Linked DNA regions of Mus musculus: regions 1 and 3 are each linked to region 2. A link is a contact called in public Hi-C data. All regions are on one chromosome and are shown on one strand. The core of a region is the stretch at or near the end of the contact, and the rest is flanking DNA. Distances in the headings are between cores, read along the strand shown.

Evidence for each region. A called contact is a pair of places that touch in the nucleus more often than the background predicts.
Region 1: a contact with region 2 is called in a Hi-C map of the C2C12 cell line, with 8 times the contacts expected there. The contact joins two enhancer-like sites. A contact is called at or near these places in 11 of 39 promoter capture datasets (the 3T3-L1 cell line, 3T3-L1-derived adipocytes, the HPC-7 cell line and 8 more), 35 of 484 Hi-C or Micro-C datasets (the 3T3-L1 cell line, 3T3-L1-derived adipocytes, the C2C12 cell line and 22 more), 4 of 115 datasets of contacts at active chromatin or transcription factors (the NIH/3T3 cell line, heart atrium, pancreatic cancer cells and 1 more) and 3 of 9 other capture datasets (adipose tissue, embryonic stem cells and liver).
Region 3: a contact with region 2 is called in a Hi-C map of cerebral cortex, with 2.1 times the contacts expected there. The contact joins two enhancer-like sites. A contact is called at or near these places in 10 of 484 Hi-C or Micro-C datasets (the C2C12 cell line, the N1E-115 cell line, cerebral cortex and 4 more), 2 of 115 datasets of contacts at active chromatin or transcription factors (heart atrium and pancreatic cancer cells) and 2 of 9 other capture datasets (adipose tissue and pancreatic islet).

What each region holds. Positions count from the first base shown.
Region 1 is chr13:97,937,776-97,941,418 of GRCm38.p6, forward strand. It overlaps Arhgef28 (Rho guanine nucleotide exchange factor (GEF) 28), which reads right to left. Exons shown (of 36, transcript NM_012026.2): 31 at 1,685-1,785. Among named protein-coding and RNA genes, the nearest start is that of Gm34388, 46 kb to the left of the region's middle. Within about 2 kb of position 1,381, at least 61 of the 459 cell types and tissues checked have an H3K27ac peak or open chromatin away from gene starts, as enhancers often do. A contact at or near this core is called in the C2C12 cell line and heart atrium, where this site is marked.
Region 2 is chr13:97,773,801-97,777,196 of GRCm38.p6, forward strand. No RefSeq gene overlaps it. Among named protein-coding and RNA genes, the nearest start is that of Rps18-ps4, 24 kb to the left of the region's middle. Within about 2 kb of position 1,416, at least 96 of the 459 cell types and tissues checked have an H3K27ac peak or open chromatin away from gene starts, as enhancers often do. A contact at or near this core is called in the C2C12 cell line, cerebral cortex and heart atrium, where this site is marked.
Region 3 is chr13:97,548,216-97,552,194 of GRCm38.p6, forward strand. No RefSeq gene overlaps it. Among named protein-coding and RNA genes, the nearest start is that of Gm5086, 9.8 kb to the right of the region's middle. Within about 2 kb of position 2,151, at least 35 of the 459 cell types and tissues checked have an H3K27ac peak or open chromatin away from gene starts, as enhancers often do. A contact at or near this core is called in cerebral cortex, where this site is marked.

The DNA.
Region 1 (3,643 bases), core at 131-2,630, 160 kb after region 2:
CCTTTGCCTTCATACTGTCACTACAGACTTTGTTGCTAATCAGTCCATTAACAGGGAAGGGACAAAGGTAGAATAGAGAGAAGCATGTCGGTACTTTAGAACTCTGCCCAAATGTACGGAATATACTCTGGTTTGGTGGTTAAGTTCTTGCGTTTCCTATGAGCCCTTCTTGGCCCATCCACTGCTTTAGTGGAAAAACAAAAAACAAAAACAAAAAACCATGATATTTCCAAATTTTATATTCTACCAAGAAGCAAACATGTAGAAATGGGTTGGATTGTGCGACATTTGGTTACTGCTCGAACCTCTGGGTTTGGGAAGACAGAAGAAAGTGTACATTGTCTTTTTAATGGACTTCATGCGCCACCTGGTGGTGGTACTGTATAACTACAGTTGATCCATGCGAGGAGAATTTCTACCCTTGGGTATTGTTTTTAATTCTTTCAGAATTTTGTTTTAATCTAATCTTTTAAAGGACGCTGACGCCAAGACATCACTATATACTTGCTTTATCTGTTTATTTCCATTCTCAAAAGGCCCCATCAAGTGTCAGAGTTTCCAGAGGTTAAAACCTGAACTCACTTCTCCACCTGTAACTGAGTCAGGAGTCAGAGTCAAGCCATTTTCTGTGCAGAACTAGGCTGCATCGACCAATTATCTTTCTTCCCAAACAACCTAGGAGCGATTGTAAGCTACTGGCTTCACGCTTCAAAGTGAAGATCACACGGAGAAGCGCAGACAAGCTAAGGCAAACTAGCTCAAAGCTTACAATCAGAGTAAGTAGAGTAAAATTCTGTATTCATAAATTAACTTGGGCCTCTGAGCTTTGCAAATGAATACTAAGTCAGAGCTGACTTTTCTGTGAAGTTCTGAGAGCCAGACTGGTTCTGTCCTATGCCACGTATCTGGAAAACATGTAACAGTAAGATGTTGCATCTGTAACATGTCGTAGTCCCACACTGGTGCGCATTAATACTTGGTAATGGAGCTAAATCAATGCTAGACAAAGTAAAAACCCTTGACCTGACTCCCCACCTCCCAGGAGCACCGAGCTCTTCCTCCCCTCTTATGAAATCACACACGTCAAGCTAATAGGAAGCTGTATGCATATAATTTCTACACAGAGAGGTCCAGCCTACATATATTAGGAATCAGAGAACATCGTAGCACGGGCAAAGGGTGGTTACGTGGATTCCAAGTCTGCGAGAGGAAGGTGGGATACAGGTGAAGAGCAGAGGATCACAGTAGAGAACAGAAGCAAGACGTCCCAAAGTGGAAATCAGTTCAGCTCACGGGCGCCATCTGGTGGTGAAGCGTCCCAGTGTCGGGTCACCTCTCAAACAGGGAGTTGCCAGAAGCAGTGAGAAAAGCAAAGGTTTGCAATGCAGAGAGTAGGCCGGAAGTCAGAGAGTGCAGACACACATATACACAGGAGGGTTGTCAAGCTTTTCGTTTTGGTTTTTAATAACGTCTCAGTTGATTTTCTTTTTAACATGATATATAAAAACCACGAACATTTAAAGAAGAAATAGTTTAGAAAGTTTCAATATAGATATTTAAATAAATCAGAAACAATTCAGAAAAAGGTATTTTCAATCCACTCATTGCCAGAGAGCTGAATCTACTTTGTATACAAAAGCAATAGGTTCTGGTTACTAGCAAGTTGGTTAACAATTAACAATACCTTCTCCCCTGCATCAGAGACTGCCAAGTCGGTTACCACACCCTGGAGCCCGGGATCCACATCCCAACAGCCTCTTCCTTCTGTCCCTTCTGTGACTAATGCTGGAAGCACGCCATTGAGACAGAAACAAAAAGGACAACATCAAACGTCAGCCGGCCAATTACATTCTTCTGCCCACAACTGAAGCACACTTCAAAAAAAGGAGTCATCACGAGATAATACATACTGAATGAACCTACAGGGGGCGCTAGAGATCGCAAGGAAGCCCGCAGTCCCTGCTCTCCCGGAGCTTACAGGCTAAGAGACACCAAGCAGCATCCTTTGCCACCTGCCATTTTAACTGCGCTTCTTTCTTGGGCTCATGTGTCCATGGGCTGTTTGTGGTACCGAGTCTACATCTCGCTTTCATTTAATAGGACAAAGCTGCCTGGGAAAGAAGTAATTTAAAACAGGTGCCCAGTGGAATTACAGCAAGGTCTCTTGGCAGACCCAGGTCCATAAAAGGCTCCCTCGAGGCCAGTACAAGAGCAGCAGCTGATGGACAAGGTTTAGAACGCAGGTCCAGAGGGCACTGATCTAAGAAGGCTGGAGGCAGCTAACACTTTATGGTCTCAGAGTCATAAAAACTGAGAGCCTGCCTCAGTTTCTCCTCATTTCCAGCTTTGCTCACACTTCCCACTTAAGCTTTAACACTGTAAATACATTTGACCTAGGAAAACACATCCAGAGATGTTAAGTACCAAATACAAATTTACCTTTACCGGTGAAACCTCGGTCGGCAGGATTTCATCATTGCTTTATGGATTTCAGTTAAAACTTAGGCTATGTTCACCTTTTCCTGACTTAAACCAGGCTTCTCAAGGCTGCTCCACCCCACCCCACCCCCAACTTCATTGGAGCAATATCTGACCAGGATCCTGACCAAAATACTCATTTTGTGATGTTTATAAACTTCTTTTAAAAATATGGTATCATCACGCATCTTTATTTCTAACAAGGGGCTGCCCCTTTCTCTTTGTTTAAATTTTAAAAATCACATGTATCACCATTAGGAAACAGCAGCTGCCCAGGATTCCAGAAAGCCTCTTCTAAGCCAGAGTTTTCTGTGAGTGGGAACCACTTCGAATGAACCCAGTGAAAAGCCAAGGTCACCCGGTGCAAGCGAGCACTTCTTAGGCAAGGATGTTGGAGGGACAATTTATAGCAACTTTTCCTAACGCCTAAAGAGACAGTCAAGCCATCTCCAAACCAGGAGCCAGTCTGTTCCTCTTGCCCACTTCCTCACATTAACAGTTAAACGTTGGAGGAAGCTAAGATGGGGCCGAGCAGAGGTAGAAGGGGAGTTTCCAGAAGTTTCTGCACCCTCAGGCATAGCTTCAGGGTGGGCAACAGGGTCTCCACTGGACTGACCATTCTGGACAGTAGAGTATAATAGTCTCCTTTGGTAAGTGTACTCATGAGCTTGTAACCTCAGACCGACAGGGGCTCGCTTCACAAAGGCCCTCCCTGAAGCCCACTGCAAAGCTACTCTGGTCCTTCTTTGAGGGATCCTCTTCTGCCCTTAACAACTGTATAAAGAGACCAAACTCTCAGAGCACCGTAATCCAAGCCAAGCCAAAAAGGATGGCTTCTGGCATACAGGTTCACCCCATGCCTGATCCTAACGGCAGGGCAGGCTGTTCTAGGTCTAGCAAATGGGTGTAGATTCTGTAGGATTCGGACAGGGAGAACCCTCACTGGCCTGCCTGAAGGGAGGAGAGGACCTGGGGAGGGCTCCAAACAGCTGCAGGGCACAGAGGAGCCTCCCAGCTGTCCCTGGGGCGGGGCTGATGGCGGCAAACCCTCAGTATTTTTAGAGAGCACTTCCTCAATGGCATAATGTGGCTCTTCTAAAGGAAATCACCCAGAGCAGTACAACTCCCTTGATGAATCTGGCCGGTCGAAATGAAAAACATATGT
Region 2 (3,396 bases), core at 166-2,665:
AATATCTTGCCCTCATCTGTGCAAGCTCAAGCCTGTCCAATACCGCCATGGAGAGAGGAGTCGAAGATCAAATTCTTCCCCTAGCTGAGGATCTATTGGCCATGGAGAGCTGCTGGGAGAAAGAAAGAGTCAGTTTTCTTTATAGATGTAGCTCCTGATAAGTCACCCACACTCCAGTGGAAGGCCATACATCCAAGAATATACAGACAGCACAGATTGGACTTGGTTGGTATTTAAGAAAGAAAAAACAAATGATACAAAGTTGGGCAGTAGAGAATAGGAATGGGTCCGAGAGGACCCGGGAGATAAGTGGCTAGGATCAGAGAACATTTTATGAATTCCCAAATAACTGATTTACAAACTTTTGTCATGTCATGTATCCATTGTACAGGGTACCATGATTTATAAAGATGCCTTCAGGTTTCACATACAGATGCATTGCACTCAGAGCACATAAAGTAGCAACATGTGTGCCTTGTATGAAGAACCCAGCTCTTGGGGGAATGGCCTTAAATCAGCTTCCCTCTACAGCTTCGCTATTGACAGCTAGTTCTTCACACCTGATTTCATCCCTCTCCTTCTAGTGCCAAGGCAACTTTCAACAAATATCGATTGAACAACCTATTCAAAGTCCAAATCACCGTGGAACAATAGAAAAAAGAACAGAGCAGAATCTGACAAAGTTTTGATTCTACTTCTAAAAACTCTGAGATCTTGGGCTGATTATTAAAGCTTAGTTGTTAAATATAGCAAAAAAAAAACAAAAATCTCAGCTTCGTCTATGGCACATGCTCTAATGAAAGTGAAATTAATGGTTGATGTTACAATTACATAACAAATGGCTACTAGGTTAAAGATACATCTTAGAAATGATAGACTTTTAGTTTTACTATAAATGTTATGAAATGAATCATCAGTAAGAAAAGCTACAATAACTACAATTGCATAGGTCAAGCACACTACTAAAATAGTCGTGTAAGATTAGTATTTACTTTTAATAAATGAAGTAATTGAGACTTAGGGAAATTAAGTCTTTTGCTCAATATCATATAGCTCATCAGATGGTGGGAGTAGGATTCAAAGCCAGATTGCCTGGGTGTGGAGTCTGCTCTCCCCCGGGACAGCTCAGTCTCTGCTAATGTGTATCATTGAACTGGAAGACAAAGAGTCAGGGAGAATCAGCTGTCAGTCCACATTCTCTCTCTTGACACTGGTGTGGAAAGACACCATGAAGAAAGAATTACGAGCAACAGCAGCGGCTGCAACCTCCTTTTTCGGGATAAATAGATCAGAGAAGTAAATTGTATCCTGGACAAGCCTAGAAAGCACAGAATGTGCCTAAAGACTTCCACTGACTGCTCAGGCCCAGCCAGAACAATGCCAAGTCTAAGCCAGGCTGGGAACAAACTCCAAAGCAGATATTGCAGCAGCTGTGCTCGGTGACGTCATCAGCATGCTTGGTGCCCAGCTGCATGGAGCCGTGCTGGCTGGAGATGCTGCATCACCAGTAGTGAACGCCCAACTCCTGCTCCCCTGGGATGCTGGGAATGCCGGAGCAATGGCCACTGACTTCATTCCAAAATGGCATCTGGCTCTGGAATCCCTGCCTAACCCCATCTCAACACAAAGACAAAGTCATTCCTTCATCTCTCTCTCTCTCTCTCTCTCTCTCTCTCTCTCTCTCTCTCTCTCTCTCTCCTTTTCCTGAAGCTACTATAATTTTCTGCAATGGTTCTGCTTTGTTAGATTCTCTCTGTTTAAAAACAGTAAGAGGGGAGCTGGTGGGATCATTCAATGGGTGATGGAACTTGCCACCAATCCTGATGACTAGAGTTTGTTCCCCAGGGCTCACATGGTGGAAGGAGAGAACTGACTGCCACAAGTTGCCCATTTGCCTCCATGACAGTGCCATAGCACAGTGCACCCACACACAAACATGTACAAATCATACATACATGCATTCACACGTACATGCATTCATAATATGTGCATTCATACATACATGCATTCATATGTATATGCATCTTTTGAAGCAATGAGAAAAAGGGAGATGCTCTCATCTCAGTTCCAGGAAGTAAACAAGTTTCTAAATCCTCTCTCTTCTTTGAAAATTATTTAGCATGTTTCCTACAGACTAGCAAAATGTCGCCATTTCCCAAGTAGGCAACACCTGACCTGGAGCTGGTTGGGGGAGAAGAGGGAAGAGTGAATCTGTCTTCAGACACAGAGCTGTGGATAAAGACGGATGCCTGCTAGGTGTGATCTGGACTGCCACACACCGAGCGTTCAGCAGAGACCAAGGCTGGCGATGCAGATTGGAAGACACATGAAACCACAGGGTAAAGTCAAACTGTAAAGATTAAATCATAACTGCTGCAGCAAAGAACAAGGAGCAGTCTTGGTGACCCGTCACCATCGTCCTGAACGTCCTCATACTCCAAGAAGATCTTGGTTCCACCCCTGGATGGGGAAAGAACCCCCTCAAAGACTCAAAGACTTCCATTCCAAGAATTCTACTAGACTCTCAGCTGATTTTCTGTAGCGCTCTTGAAACCCTGTCAAAATAAAGGTTTGTGAAATTGTTGTAAACTTGGAATTATGAGCTTCCTAGAGAAATGTATAGAGACACAGCAGTGTTTGGTGTATTATGTCTCTTGGAACTGTAAGTAATAAGCACAACTGAGTCACTTTTCAACATTTTCAACTTTCAAAATGTATTCCACCTTTCTAACGGAAAACGTAAACTTTAAATCGTCACAATATTGCTCTGCGCACTTGAGTTTCCTCTCTCCGTGCTCCTAAACAGAAGTCTAAGCAACACGAGTCCTCCCAGCTGCTGATGTCCTGGTGGTACCGGTCCACCCCTTGAAGAGTAGAAGCTGAATAGGGAAGCTAACAGGTGTTGCAATAAAGCTTCCAATAACCTGAGGCCCAAGGAGCCAGCTATGGTACCCTCATCTGAAGATGGCTCAGAGGGAGGGAGTGTTTTTCTTTCTAATTACAAGACACTGTGAAGCTGTCAGGGTGCCAATGGTGACAGAGAGCACTGGTGGCCATTGTTGAATAGCTGAAACCTTGGCCAGGCAGAAAGCCATTGGAAAGGGTCCAGGTCAAAACAAGAATGTGGCTGAGGGAGACGCCAACTCTGTGGGAGACTGCAGCTGCAAGTGGCAAAGGCCAAGGTGGGGTGGCTGGGGTCAGGGCTGTGGGAAACAGACACCCCAGGAGTCTGCGTGTGGGTAGCAGAGGCAGTCACAGATGCGAGGGTGCCACTCTTCTGAAAATCCCCTATGTATTTGAGGAGCATGAAGTACCTGAGGTGAGGTTTCAGACTATGGGCAGTAATTGTGGTATCATTTCATTTGAGTCCAAAAACTGGTGTGCTGAGGGTATCTG
Region 3 (3,979 bases), core at 901-3,400, 220 kb before region 2:
GCATGAATATGATTTGCCTGTGGGGGTTGGGGGGCAGTGGGAGAAAAAAGGAAAAAAAAACGAAGAAGAAGAAGAAAAGGAAAACTATTTTTCCAATGTCAGGAAACAATCTTCAGCTACCTTCTTGGTTCTTACCTTTGAATTTCTGGGAAGCCTGTAGACTTTCAACTTTTTTGAAAAAAAAAAAAAAAAAAAAAGCTAAGTAGAAAGAAAGCATTTTCCCTGCAGCCTTAGAGGGTGACTTTTGATATCTTTGAACTTATCTCTGAGAACAAAGAGCATTCAGAGCTGGCCCCCTCACTTGTGCTTTTAAGCATGTTCATAGCTCAGAGCTAAATGGGAAAAAGAAGAGAGAAGAAAGGCAGTCTTTGCCGATTGCCCCTTTGTAGATTCGGGTGACCCTTTCCTGCAGGCTGCTGCAGGGGTGTTGCCAAGAAAACTTTGCTTCCGCCAGCCGAGCCGTGGAGACATAACAGACTCGTTTTCCTGCAGCTGAAGTAAATATTTCAACATTGATGTTGAAGGCGCCTGATCGCAGGGAAGCAGGAAGCTACTATTTTTAGTTGAGAAAAACATCAACATTGGAGGAAGAGACCAGAGCAGAGGCCCATACTTCAAGTTTCTTCAAGTTAACAATATCAGAGACACTCACTAAGCAATGGGCACAGCCCACTGGCATTTCATTTTTCTACAGTCCTGGGAACATAACCTAGTGTGTTAAGAATGCTAAGCATTTTCTCTACTCGGAATTACTCCCCACCCCAGTCTGGACAATGCATTGATGGAACCTAGTGATGAAACCGCGTTACCCAAATCCAGCAAGGGCAGATACTTCTGGAAATAAATCCATCTTTGAATCTGGAGGAGGCATAGTCTCTCTTCACTGCCGCCATATCTTCTGTGGAAAGACTATGCGTGACTAGAATGTTCTATAGCTGCCATGGTCCTGCCAGTTGCTGGCAACTCTGCCACAGCTGCCTGGTCTACCCTCCGTCTTTTAGGAGAGGCCTTCTCAGTGGCTTTGAAGATGGCCCCTCAGCACACTCCCTGGCAGGTGACTCATTCGCAAGCTCCTCTGGCCCAGTTGCACTGTTAAGGCACTCACAGAGTAGATGGCTACTCTTAATGACTATTGCTCACAGAAGACAACGTGTGTGGAAAAGGAAAACACACTCAACTGGAAGCCATTGCTCTTGGCTTCCGGTTCCCAGGCTGCACTCTTTTCCAACATCAGCATGAACAGCCCCACCCTACGCCCAAGTAGCCCCTTCTCAAACTCCCTAGTAGACATGATCATTTTTGCAGTTTAGTGGCAAAGTGGGTGTCTCTCAGGGCTCTGTGCCAGTCCTAAGTGACAGAAAAATGAAAGACTGCCAGAAAAGCTAAATACTGTCAGCAGGGTATCGTCAGTGCTCATTGGAAAAGTACCTTTGGGGCCGACGGCAATCTCACCTGTTGTCACTGTTGACTGGAATTTCAGTGAGTTCCACAGGAGCCAGCACGTAGGTACAGGGGAAATCAAAGTCCCTTTTGGGGTTCTTAATCCCATTCATAAAATAATTTAATGACAGACTCAAACAGAAGCTTGGGGGACAATTTTCTTGAAAAATCTTGGTCTGGCTCAGGGATTAAGAGAGTGTACTGTTTCTTCAAAGAATCCATGTTCGGTGCCCACCACCCAGGTTAGATAGCTCATAGCAGGCAGCGGGGCAAGCATTAACAGAAGAAACCCTGGGAGATCTGATGCCTCCGGATGCATGGGCACCCACAGTCCCACACATAGCCACACACGTGATGTATAGACATCACATTCCCCAATACTACCTAATGAGAAGAAATCTTTTTTTTTTTTTTTTAAAGATTTATTTATTTATTATATGTAAGTACACTATAGCTGTCTTCAGACACACCAGAAGAGGGCATCAGATCTCATTACGGGTGGTTGTGAGCCACCATGTGGTTGCTGGGATTTGAACTTCGGACCTTCGGAAGAGCAGTCGGGTGCTCTTACCCACTGAGCCATCTCACCAGCCCATGAGAAGAAATCTTAAAAAAGGAAGGCCACGAGAAGAAACCACCACTCCCTCCCAAGAGCAGGAAAACTAAACCTTGGCAGCTGCCCGAGGAGGAGCTTGGAGAGGAGAAGGAAAAGGGTGAAGCAGCTCAGCCAGCATGGAGCCTCAGCCATATGGCAGAGGAGCAGCCACATGGTGGGGAGGAGAGAGTAAGGAAACCCAAAGTACCAGGAAAAAAATCACACTTAGGCTCCTCAGCAGCTCAAAGAGAGAGACAGAAAAAGAAGACAAAAGAAAAGCTAAGCCTTTCTGAGTCTAAACAAAGGTGGGTAGACAGAGCAGAACTTTACATTGCCTTGTAGGACTGTGCTAGCAGGTGGAAATGAAGGAAAAGTACCGTATCTCATTAAAAGGATAATTATTCCTCCCTCCTCTTCAGCAGGGTTTAGGGTGAACTTGCCTTCCTGGGGGTGGTCCCTTAACCAGATCACCCAACCTGCCCAATTGCGTGTTAGCTCTCCATCTAGACCAGAGATTTCATTCTCTTGGACAGAAAGAAAGATTTCCCTCCAATTGGCTCTTTCCACTACTGTGATATTTTGACAGCTATTTTATTTGTTGTTGTAAGATTAAAAAAAAAAAAAACCTCACTTCTATTCCATGTCAAGATGATTGTCAGCTTCAAAGACAGAAAGAAGGACAGCTGTTTCCCTCACAGATCTCTCAGTACTCACTAGGACCCCAATCTTCCCTCATTGACTCTGATAGTCATATGCTCAGTACAATGGTCTCTTCAGATGCTGTGAATCATATGTCAGGATGAGTCATCTCCCCTAGAATAACAAAGGCTGAAAATAAGAGGTGAGCTTCCCAGTGAAACAGAGGCTGCCTCCACAAGAAAGACACCTGGAAGCTGAGTGTTGACAAAGCACACATATGCCCACTCGGGACACAGAACATGGATGCCACTGTGTCTTCTCAAATGGTACCAACATCACGACAGAACCTGCTCCGAGTTTGGGTTAGAAGGAAGGACAGGGAGAGAGCTGCAAAGAGGAATGAGGTGGGACCTCTGTGCTCAGGAAGCCCAGCACCTGAAATCTTGTGGTCAGATACTGCAGTCGCAGCAAAGTGGGAACCAATGAATTTGGTCTTCAGAGGTCTTGGCTTCACCGTGCTTGAAGAAGCCAGTACCTAGAGTCAGATGCTGGCACGTGACAAGAATCTTGATTTCAACTTCCTTAGGATGATCATCAGTGAGTGGAGGTTTTCAGGTAAAGTGGACTAGGCATGAACTGGGGGTGAGGCAGACAATTACTACTTAGTTACTGACTAAAGGTCACTCAGCAGTTGCCAGAAAAACCCTCTGTTTGAGAGTTTCTAGTTCATGTAGATGGCTATTTCATGACTGTAGATTCCCTGTTCTTACAAATGGGTCAGTTAGTTATCATGTATCTTTCCCAAAGCACTTAAAAATAAACAATACTAGCTAAATCAATAAGCAGATAATAAAGATGCCTTTTCCCAGTTATAATTTTTTAAATGAGATCTTTGTGAGACAGAAAATTCTCATTTCACTTCCTGTAATAGGATCTATTACTCTCTAGGCTCAGAAAACATAATCAGTTGACTCAATGGTATACTAAGTAAGGGCCAAATCTGCCTCATAATGGTGCATGGGACAAAAGGCAAAGCAGAAGTGGTAAACGCCCCAGGAGAAAGACATTTTGGAGATGTGTGCATTCTTGATGCTCTAAGAACCATCATGAAGACTTGGGAGCTGAAAACATGTAAAGGTGATGACCTCAAATAGGCCCTGGCTGTCAGTGGTGAGTGTTCCTGATCTCAGAAAACAAGAAGCTTACAAACTGAATCCATATACATCTTCTGAGGTCCTACTGTGTGTGTGGATAACTCTTAAATGCTTTGTGAGATCAAAGAGGATAAGGTTGCCCTGTTAAAGA